Regions from separate parts of the Macaca mulatta genome. Here region 1 is linked to region 2. A link is a contact called in public Hi-C data. All regions are on one chromosome and are shown on one strand. The core of a region is the stretch at or near the end of the contact, and the rest is flanking DNA. Distances in the headings are between cores, read along the strand shown. Region 1 holds the start of LOC144336132. Region 2 holds the start of PSPC1 (paraspeckle component 1).

Evidence for each region. Hi-C and Micro-C count contacts between places; a contact is called where the count stands out from the background.
Region 1: a contact with region 2 is called in a Hi-C map of fetal cortex germinal zone, with 2.1 times the contacts expected there. The contact joins the promoter of LOC144336132 here to the promoter of PSPC1 in region 2. A contact is called at or near these places in 2 of 14 Hi-C or Micro-C datasets (fetal cortex germinal zone and liver).

Annotation. Positions count from the first base shown.
Region 1 is chr17:2,113,986-2,119,876 of T2T-MMU8v2.0, forward strand. LOC144336132 reads left to right here and starts at 3,432. Exons shown (of 3, transcript XM_077973763.1): 1 at 3,432-3,723; 2 at 4,727-4,828. It overlaps MPHOSPH8 (M-phase phosphoprotein 8), which reads right to left and starts at 3,309. Exons shown (of 13, transcript XM_077973749.1): 1 at 2,997-3,309. The coding sequence starts at 3,206.
Region 2 is chr17:1,968,670-1,974,434 of T2T-MMU8v2.0, forward strand. It overlaps PSPC1 (paraspeckle component 1), which reads left to right and starts at 3,260. Exons shown (of 9, transcript NM_001257902.1): 1 at 3,260-3,807. The coding sequence starts at 3,436.

The DNA of each region.
Region 1 (5,891 bases), core at 2,182-4,681, 150 kb after region 2:
CCTGGGAGGTCAAGGCTGCAGAGAACCATGATTATGCCAATGCACTCCAGCCTGGGCAACAGAGAACTTGTCTCAAAAAAAAAAAAAAAAAAAAAAAAAGGAAATTAAGCAATATACAGTATTAGAATTTAATTTTCTGCTTACTCTATTACCCCAAATAAATTATAATAATTTGGAATAGTGGTGTATGCATGCATTTCCACAGTTCTTATGTTAATTATTCACACATATAGTTAGAATCAAGAAATATTACGAACTAGTAAAAAGTGAATCAATTCTAAGTGTTTCTGATTATAGACTATAGACTAGACTATAAGGAGGCCTAACAAACCGCTAGCAGGGCCCTTAAGTTTGTCAATGGCTACGTGGCTAACTAACCGGCTGGTTCACTCAGCAGTGAAGAGAAAACTGCCATAGTCCTGTTCCGCTAAACACCTTTTGTATTAGTCCATTTTCATACTGCTACGAAGAAATACCCGAGACTGGGTAATTTATAGAGGAAAGAGGCTTAATTGACTCAGTTCAGCATGGCCGGGGAGGCCTCAGGAAACTTATAATCATGGTGGAAGGCAAAGGAGAAGCAGGCACCTTCTTCACAGGGTGGCAGGATCGAGTGAGTGCAAGCAGGGGAAATGCCAGACGCTTATAAAACCACCAGATTGAGACTCACTATCACAAGAACAGCATGGGAGAAACCATTCCCATGATCCTACCTCCACCTGGTCCCGCCCTTGACACGTGGGGATTATGGGGAATACAACAAGATGAGACTCTGGGTGGGGACACAGCCAAGCCATATCACCTTCAATCTTTTTTTTTTTTTTTTTTTTTTTGAGACGGAGTCTCGCTCTGTTGCCCGGGCTGGAGTGCAGTGGCCGGATCTCAGCTCACTGCAAGCTCCGCCTCCCGGGTTCCCGCCATTCTCCTGCCTCAGCCTCTCGAGCAGCTGGGACTACAGGCGCCCGCCATCTCGCCCGGCTAGTTTTTTTGTATTTTTTAGTAGAGACGGGGTTTCACCGTGTTAGCCAGGATGGTCTCGATCTCCTGACCTCGTGATCCGCCCGTCTCGGCCTCCCAAAGTACTGGGATTACAGGCTTGAGCCACCGCGCCCGACCACCTTTAATCTTATAAATCACTCCTTCACAAGAGCACCTAAAAATGCAAGAACTTGAATTTTAACTCACAGCACTAAAGCCTAATTGCCTTACACATATAAGTTTCTTAGTTTCACCCTCTTTAGACTGGTGAGGCTTTAGGTACACAATGCTTACAATCTTTGAGGCTGGCAAAATTAAACACTGTATGAATGAGAATCATCTTAATTCTAAAGATTTTTATCCTTGTAGCCAATTTTTTTTTTTTTTTTTTTTGAGATGGAGTCTCCCTCTGTCGCCCAGGCTGGAGGGCATCGCCCAGGCTGGAGGGCAGTGGCACAATCTCGTTTTACTGCAACCTCCGCCTCTGGGGTTCAAGCAATTCTCCTGCCTCAGCCTCCTGAGTAGCTGGGATTACTGGCGCTCGCTACCTCGCCCAGCTAATTTTTGTATTTTTTTGTATTTTAGTAGAGACAGGGTTTCACCATGTTGGCCAGGCTGGTTTCGAACCCCTGACCTCGTGATCTGCCCGCCTCAGCCTCCCAAAGTGCTAGGATTACAGGCATGAGCCACTGCGCCCGGCCCTAGCCAAATGTTTTTCAAATACCTCCTGCATGCCTAGTATTGTGTTAAATGCAAGTGATACAAAATAGTCTAACAGTGGCTCCTCCTTTCACCTCAAGGTGCTTACAATATATTTGGAGAAATTATACATAAAACATTTCCATCTTTATTGCAATTAACAATATTAATGACATCAGATCTTAATTACATAACTCCCCACAGACAGGAAAAGTTTCCCCCGTTAGCAACTGTGTATGCTTCAATTAATCTCAATATTGTCCGGACCTAACACAGCACCTGGCATACAGTAGTTGATTTAAAAACTGCTGAATGAATAGGCAAAAAAATGACACAAGGCAGCATATGACCAATGGGAAATAAGAGACAATGAAAAGAACACAACATAGAGAATGACCACTGTGGGGCCCTTTGGGTACCTCACATCCATCTACTGAAACAGATTATTTTCTTATTGTCCATGTTTCCCCTTGGATTAAAGGAGCCCACATAAAGCAGGAGAGACAGAGAAAGAACGAGAATGGCTTACATGCCTTCACAGAGGTCAATACAAAAAGTAAAAAGGGCAGAGATGAGAAGCTCCTCCCTCTGCAGAGGTTAGGGTCAGAAAACGCTTTCCCAGAGAACTACACCCCGAGGCCTTGGAAGATGGAGTGAGATTTCACCAGAAGAAGAGGGCAGAGAACTGTCCAGGCCAGGAGAACAGGAAACACCAAGGCATGGTGTGATGAATTTCAAGTATGTCTGTGTGGCTGCGATCTATACAACGCATAGGGGAGGGAGGGATGATGCTGATCAGCTTATGAAGGCCTTTCAATGCCACCCTCTGGGTAAGATTGAGATTTTACTCCGAGGGCAAATGAAAATTCCGGAAGATTTTAAACCAGGGAGTCAGTTAAGGTTTTGGAAACCACTGCAGCGATGGCGAGGACAGTGGACCATGACGAGAAGCATTACTTCACTATCTCATCACTCCAAAGGGCAGCAGCTCCAACCACATGCCCCAATACTGGCGACTACAGAAGTCCTTCACCAGCTGCCTGCAGCCTTGTGATCACCACACACCACATCCCAGACTGCTTCGTCTCTTAGGCCAAAGCGATCCTGCAAAATTCGCTGAAGCTTCCCTCCCAGACTCGGTCCTAAGCGTGCACTCGGAAACGTCACTTCGCTTTTCCCACGATTTCGCGTGCTTGCACTCAACTCTCACATTCCTCCCCTGCCCCTGTTTTGGGTCCGCCCGCGCTGTTTCCAGCTCGCGTCCTCCCCGTCGGGCCCGCAGCTCCCCGCCCATCCCGCGCCGGGGCCCCCCCACGTACCCCCTCGGTCTTCATGTCCAGGATCTTCTCCACCTCGAACACATCCTCGCCGTCCTCCTCGCTGTCGCCAAAGGCCTCCGCTCCTCTCGCGGCTGCGTCATTATCCTCGCCCACGACTCCAACTCCTTCGACTTCGGCCAACTCCTCAGTGCTGTCGGCAGCTGTCATAGGGACTGCGGTCACACTCGCTCCCTCCGCAACCGGCTCCATCCCGGCAGCTCCGCAAACCGCCGTGGAAAACCCGCTGCGACACACACACCCCAGCAGCCCCTCGCGTTCCGCGCTCGGCCCTACTCCACATCGGCGGCGTAACGGAAGCCGACCAATGGCGGGCTCGGACCCTAGAGTGACAGGAACAGAAGCCAGTCGTGGAAAGGCGGGCGCGGCGCAGCTACGCGGAGCCCGCGGGAAGCAGGTGGGCGGGGCAGGGAGGGCGCCCCGGGCGGAAGAGCGTCGAGACGGCGGGTAGCTGTGGCGGAAAAGGTCGAGGATGGGAGGGGAGCGGGCGAGGCGGGCGACGCTGGGGAGGAGGAGGGTCGTGCGGGCGGAGGGCTCCCAGGGCGGAGGGCGGCCCGGAGGAGCTGACAGTGCCTGATCCCCCGGCGAGGAAGCCTCAGGTGCGGGCGCCGGGAGGGCCGGAGCCGCGGACTTTCTAGGAACGGGAACCCCGCTGCTGCGGAAACCCCAGCCGAGCGGACCGGCCTCCCAGAAGTCATATAGGATTTTGGTAGGTTTAGCACGTGTGGATGATCCAATCAAACATAACTCACAGTGTTCGTGTATTTTAATAAGTGTTGTTTAAAGACAAGGAAACGTAGCGGCCCAAAAAGCATCCGTTTTTCAAGTTCTAGCGCCCTTTGCGTTTTCGTTGAAAATATCGGAGAAGGACGTGATGAAAAGTATTTGTTCACGTTGCGAAGAGTTGACAAAAATTACGCCACCCAAAGTTAGCGAAAAACTGCTAGGAAGATACACTTAAGGATAATGTGTTTTTCTCACTTTGAATTTCGGATATGCAACTGAAATCTTTATGGCATCAAACTCTCTGTTTTTGTTTCTTTGAACACTGGACTTAATTTGTAAGATAAGCCTCATTGTCAAGTCTCTGAGCTTTAACTGAAGCATAATCTATAGTCCGGCAAATCCTTTCGCAGAGAATCACCAGATCTTCGAGTTGACTCAATGATATATTTTGTTTCACTCAGCTTTAATAGGATAGTACTTGATGATATACTGTTGAGCTTATTAAATGCATCCTATGTACCATCACTACAGAAGGCATTAGTAACAAATACAAAGATCAGCAGAGCGGAGTATGCCTTCCTAGGACCCACAGGAAGGAGTCCCAGGAAGACACACACCAATACTAACAATTAGGTATTTTAAAACTGTAAAAATATTACCCATATAATTAGTTGATGGGAGACAGCTCATTTTTACAGAATTCCAGATAAATATAGAAGAAAAGTTGGAATTAGAAAAATCACAATAATGTGTGCACAAGATCTAGGGAACAAAGCATTATAGGAAAGGGTGATGAGGAACTGGATATTCACAAGGCACTATTGATCCACAGATTACTTGTTGGTTGTAGGGGAAATCTAGCTTCACATTTGAAAGTCCACTGATCAATGTTAGCATTACTAAAAGTGGAACAACCAGACTGTATGCTTTCTGTTGACAGAAATGTTGATCCTTAATATGCTCAGGCCTTTAAGTGTAATTTCCAGTTACAGGAAAGAAGAAAAGGGAAAGAAGAAAAGGAAACAAATCAGACAAATCCAGAATGTGGGATATCCTATTGGACAACTGACTGTTTCTTCCAATTAAAGGTAAAAGAGGGAGGAGAAGATTGTTCTAGATTTATAACAATTTGAGATGAAAAACATGGCAACATTTAAAATATTTTAAATCTTAATGGGTTTATTATACTATTCTCTGCTTTTATGTGTTTTTAAATAAAATTTAAGTACATATATTCATGATAAAATTTTCAATTAAAAAATACATAAGGCCAGGCCTGGTGGCTCATACCTGTAATCCCAGAACTTTGGGAGGCTGAGGTGGGAGGATCATCTGTGCTCAGGAGTACGTGACCAGGCTGAGCAATGTGGCAAAACTGTCTCTACCAAAAATACAAAAAATTGGGCATGCCAATTTTTTGTGGTGGTGCATGCCAGTGGCCCCAGCTACTCGTGAGGTTGAGGTAGGAGGATCCATTGAGTCTGGGAGGCAGAGGTTGCAGTGACCTGAGATTGCACCACTGCACTGCACTCCAACCTGGGGGACAGAGTGTGACCTTGTCTCAAAAAAAAAAAAAAAATATATATATATATATATATCTGTCTGTCAGGCACAGTGACTCATACCTGTAATCCCAATCCCAGTGAGTGATTTGGGAGGCTGAGGTGGAGGATCACCTGAGACCTTGAGGCCAGGGGTTCAAGACCAGCCTGGGCAATATAGTGAGACCCCATCTCTACAAAGATAAAAAAAACAAAACAAAAAAACTAGCTGGGCGTGGTGGCACGCACCTGTAGTCCCAGCTATTTGGAGGCTGAGGCAGGAGGATTGTGGCTTGCCTGAGCACCACTGCACTCCAGCCTCGATGACACAGAGTAAGATCCTGTATTAGTCCTTCTTCATACTGCTATAAAGAACTGCCAGAGACTGGGTAACTTATAAAGGAAACAGGTTTGGCCGGGCGCGGTGGCTCAAGCCTGTAATCCCAGCACTTTGGGAGGCCGAGATGGGCGGATCACGAGGTCAGGAGATCGAGACCATCCTGGCTAACACGGTGAAACCCCGTCTCTACTAAGAAATACAAAAAATAGCCGGGCGAGGTGGCAGCGCCTGTAGTCCCAGCTACTCGGGAGGCTGAGGCCGGAGAATGGC
Region 2 (5,765 bases), core at 2,010-4,509:
GTGAACCGCTGCACCCACTTCAGGGTTTCAATTTTGAGGAAGTCCAGATTGTCTATTTTCCCTTTTGTTGTCCTTGTTTTTGGCGTCATATCCAAATCATTGCCAAATCCAAGTCATGAAGATTTTGCCCTATGTTTTCTTCAGAGTTTTATAGTTTTAGCTCTTACACTTAGGCATTTGACACCTTTTGAGTTGTGTATGTGGTGTATAATAAGGGCCCAACTTCATTCTTTTGAACATGTATCTCCAGTTTTGCCAGCACCATTTGCTGAAAAAACTGGTCTTTCCCTAATGAATGATCTTGACATCCTTGTTAAAAATTGTTGACCGGGCCAGGCACAGTGACTCAAGCCTGTAATCCCAGCACTTTGGGAGGCCGAGACGGGTGGATCACGAGGTCAGGAGATCGAGACCATCCTGGCTAACACGGTGAAACCCCGTCTCTACTAAGAAATACAAAAAAAAAAACTAGCCGGGCGAGGTGGCGGGCGCCTGTAGTCCCAGCTACTCGGGAGGCTGAGGCTGGAGAATGGCGTGAACCCGGGAGGCGGAGCTTGCAGTGAGCTGAGATCCGGCCACTGCACTCCAGCCTGGGCTACAGAGCGAGACTCCGTCTCAAAAAAAAAAAAAAGAATTTCCCGCACTTAGGATCCTCATCCTTCACCCTCCTCCCAGGGTCTGGTCACCCTGGCCCGTTTTTCGCAAAAATTCTGGTAGGTTGGTCTAGACAGAATCTTCCTCATCCCGATGTTTCCTCTCAGTGATTCTTCTCACTCACTCCTGCCCTGCTCCTTGGCTATAAATTCCCACTTGCCTGTGCTGGATTCAGAATTTAGCCCAATCCTTCCAGCTGCAAGACCCCATTGCAGTAGTTCCTATACTGATCTCCATAGTCCTGAGTAAAGTCTTCCTGATGTGCTTTTTAAATTTTTATTTATTTATTTATTATTGACAGAGTCTTGCTCTGTCGTACAGGCTGGAGTGCAGTGGCACAATCCGGCTCACTGCAACCTCCACTCCCAGGTTCACGCGATTCTCCTGCCTCAGCCTCCCGAGTAGCTGGGACTACAGGTGCCCACCACCACGCCTGGCTAATTTTTTGTATTTTTAGTAGAGACAGGGTTTTGCCATGTTGGCCAGGCTGGTCTTGAACTCCTGACCTCAAGTGATCCGCCTGCCTGGACCTCCCAAAGTGCTGCGATTCCAGGCGTGAGCCACCGCACTTGGCCACCTGATGTACCTTAACAAATACCACTGAAACAGTTTTTTTTTCTGGCAGTGGGGTAGTCTCTCTGCATTCTATTTTTTTTTTTTTTTTTTTTTTTTTGAGACAGAGTTTCGCTGTTGTTGCCCAGGCTGGCGTTGAATGGCATGATCTCGGCTCACCACAACCTCCACCTCCTGGGTTCAAGCGATTCTCCTGCTTCAGCCTCCGGAGTAGCTGAGATTGCAGGCACGCACCACCACGCCCAGCTAATTTTGTATTTTTAATAGAGGTAGGGTTTGTCCATGTTGGTCAGGTTGGTCTCGAACTCCTGACCTTGTGATCTGCTCGCCTTGGCTTCCCAAAGTGCTGGGATTACAGGAGTGAGCCACTGCACCTGGCCTCTGCCTTCATTTTTTAATTGCCAGTCATAATTTTTTCTTTCACAGAATCCATATCTTAAACTTGGAAGGAATCTGCTGCATTTCCCTAGAGAGTATTTTGTTTTGTTTTGCTAGAGACAAAAGCAGTTACTGGGGCTTATAACACAGTACCCCTAAGTATGGCACATTGGCATTCTGGTGGTTTTTTAGCTGAAGGAGGCAGGAGTGCCTCAAAAGCAAGATGGTCTCTCTCTGACCTTCTCCTGCCTCTCTATCCTCCCACCTGCCTACCTCCCCACTCCCCGACCCCACTATTTCTCTCCTAAAGCAAGCCATGAAATTGAGAAAGATTACTCTCTGACTTACTTCTTCTGAAAGTAGGTCATAGACCCTTATGTGACATGGGTCCTGCCTGATACACAGAGGAAGGGAATGCTACACAGAGACACGAAGAATCTGGACAAACGGGTTATGCTGAGTTCCCCCAAGCAAACACATTTTTCCCTGAGTCTGTCTCTGTCATTCAAGCCAGAGTGCTTTCACGCAATCCTAGTTGACTGCAATTCTCGTTGACTGCAGCCTGGACCTCCTGGGCTCAAGCTATCCTCCCACCTCAGCCTCTTTAGTAGCTAGGACTACAGGTACATGCCACGATGCCTGCTAATTAAAAAAAATTTTTTTTTTTTTGGCCAGGTGCGGTGGCTCACACCTGTAATCTCAGGCAGATCACCCGAGGTAGGGAGTTTGAGACCAACCTGACCAACATGGAGAAACCCCATCTCTACTAAAAATACAAAAATTAGGCGAGCGTGGTGGTGCATGCCTGTAGTCCCAGCTACTCAGGAAGCTGAGGCAGAGGCTTGCTTAAACCTGGGAGGCAGAGGGTGCAGTGAGCCGAGATCGCGCCACTGCACTCCAGCCTGGGCGACAGAGCGAGATTCCGTCTGAAAAAAAAAAAAACAACTCAGGGGAACACATTTATTATAAATAGGTATTTTATTTATAAAGAACATTTTGGGCTGGGCGCTGTGGCTCACGCCTGTAATCCCAGCACTTTGGGAGGCCGAGACGGGCGGATCACGAGGTCGGGAGATCGAGACCATCCTGGCTAACACGGTGAAACCCTGTCCCTACTAAAAATACAAAAAAAAAAAAAAAAAAAAAAATTAAGAGCCGGGCGTGGTGGCGGCGCCTGTGGTCCCAGCTACTCGGGAGGCTGAGGCAGGAGAATGGCGGGAACCCGGGGGGCGGAGCTTGCAGTGAGCCAAGATGGCGCCGCTCACTCCAGCCTGGGCCACAGAGCGAGACTCCGTCTCCAAAAACAAAACAAAACAAACAGAAAATTGAGCTTGATATCTAAAAGGGTAAGGATGTTTACCCAAATCATTGTATTTTCACACACTGCTGCACACATCACATGATTTGTCCCACGAGTACAGCCAACAACAGTCTGCTATTTTAGCAGGATGGAAAGGGACCTCTTCCCCGTCCCGGGAGGAGGTTTGTCGAGTGCACGCGCAATGTTGTGCGCATGCGCAGTCCGAGTCAACGGTCCTTTTTGGTCCCTGGAAATGCGCAGGCGCGTCATTCCGGCGCCGGCTTTGGCGGAGGGGCGGGGCTTGCGCCGGCGTCTCTTCTTCCAACTGCAGTTTGTGGCAGCGCCATTTTGAATGTGCGGCTGCCGCGGGTGTGAGTCGGTGGAGGACGAGTTGCCGACTCGTCTCCATAGCGGTCTCTTGATTGTCGATATTTTGTTGCCATAGGTTTATCTAGAGACGTATACATATATACAGACACGCTATATAGAAATCTAGGCCTGTATCCGGCGTCCGAGGCGAACTCCCTAAGATGATGTTAAGAGGAAACCTGAAGCAAGTGCGCATTGAGAAAAACCCGGCCCGCCTTCGCGCCCTGGAGTCCGCGGCGGGCGAGAGCGAGCCGGCGGCCGCGGCAGCCATGGCGCTCGCGCTTGCCGGGGAGCCGGCACCGCCCGCGGCCGCGCCGCCGGAGGACCACCCGGACGAGGAGCTGGGGTTCACTATCGACATCAAGAGTTTCCTCAAGCCGGGCGAGAAGACGTACACGCAGCGCTGCCGCCTCTTCGTGGGGAACCTGCCCACCGACATCACGGAGGAGGACTTCAAGAGGCTCTTCGAACGCTATGGCGAGCCCAGCGAAGTCTTCATCAACCGGGACCGTGGCTTCGGCTTCATCCGCCTGGTGAGTGTCAGGCCGCCCGCGCGAGGGAACAAAAGGGCTGCCGGGGCGGCCGCGGGGCCGTGGGCTGAGGCCCCCCTCGTCCTAGGACGCCGTCTCCGTGAGCTGTGGCAACCGTGGCGCCGCTCGGCCTCGCCGATTCCCCTGGGCGGGATTGGCCGCTTCCCCTCGGGTTTCGAGTTCGCGGTCCCGGGATTTCCTGCGCTCTCGGTGGCCGCCGTTTTCCGCCGCGCGCCGGTCGTGCTTGCGGTGGCTGCGGGCCTGCTGCCCGGCGCTGGCCCGGGCACGGTGCGCTCTGCTCAGGCCGCGAGCGCTCCGGGGTTCCCCGTTGCCCGGGTACCGAAAGGGCCCGGGGGCAGGGGCGGGCGGCGTTTTGGGATGAGAATTCTTCAAGGCAAAAATTGTGCCATAATAGAAACGAAGTGAACGTCAATTTGGAACGGAAGCTTGAGTCGCACCAGACGAATCACTGGTGAGGGTCTATCCGGGAGACTTGCTTCTTAGACGGTTATTCACATCCCATCCTTGGTTTCAACGACACCTATATGCGTTTAAGGGTAGACCACTTTATTTCTAAATTAAATTTATTTATTTTAATAGAAATGGGGTCTCGCCGTGTTGACCAGGCTAGTCTCGAACTCCTGGGCACGAGCGATCCTCCTGCCTTGGACTCCCACTCTTGATTTCTCACCTCAGTGCAGCCTGCTTTTTACCTCAAACTGCTTAGGTGCCCAAACTCTGTACTCAAGTAACACCGTTTAATCTGCGGTAATGGGACGGTGTTTAATTTTATGTGTCTAATACAGTGTTTCTCTACCAAACATCCTGGAGAGTTCCACGTTTTTATAGGGGGAGAATAGATGATACACAGTAGTACTTCATAAATTACTGATACATACCCTAGTATCAGAGTAATATAGCTTACTCTCTTGTAATCTAAATTTTGAAAAGTTTTCCAATAATTTATGCAAAAATTGTGATTCCTTTATATTTTTTAAAAATTTGAACAAGCCTGGCCAAACTCCATCTCTACTAAAAATACAAAAATTAGCTGGGCGTGGTGGTGCACGCCTGTAGTCTCAGTTACTTGGGAGGCTGAGGCAGAGGCTGCAGTGAGCTGAGATCACAAAACAAAACAAAAATAGCGAAGGTTTACGCCTTTTTTTTTTTTTTGAGACAGGGTCTCGCGCTATCACCCTAGGTAGAGTACAGTGGCGTGATCTCAGCTCCTGGGCTCAAGCAGTTCTCCTGCCTCAGCCTCCCGAGTAGCTGGGACTACAGTCATGCACCCCCAAGCCCGCCTAATTTTTGTGATTTTTTTGTAGAGGCAGCGTTTCGCCATGTTGCCCAGATTGCTTTCGAATTCCTGGGCTCAAGAGATCCTCCCGTCTTGGCCTCCCAAAGTGCTGGAATTACAGGGTGAGCCACTGTGCCCAGCCTGGAGCTTTGACTTTAAAAATTGGGTTCTCTGTCTGGACGATACAAAATCTTAATATGTAGAGAAAATTGTAGTTACGTGGTACTGTATTTTTATTACTTTTTTTCTTTTTTAAAAAATTAATGTACTTCTAAAACCTTTAAGATACTGTTTTTTTGAGACGAAATCTTGCTCTGTCACCAGGTTGGAGTGCAGTGGCGGGATCTTGGCTCACTGCATCCTCCACCTACCGGGTTCAAGCGATTCTCCTGCCTCAGCCTCCCAGCTGGGACTACGGGCGCATGCGACCACGACCAGCTGATTTTTGTATTTTTGGTAGAGACGGGGTTTCACCCATGTTGGCCAGGATGGTCTCGCCCTCTTGACCTCGTGCTCCACCCGCCTCGGCCTACCAAAGTGCTGGGATTTCAAAGATGAGCCAGGGCACCCAGCCAAGAGACTATTTTTTAGGGCAAACATTTCAACATGTAAGCGGCTTCAAGAGAAGGGCAAATATTCACAACTGCTAATAATAATGAAATAG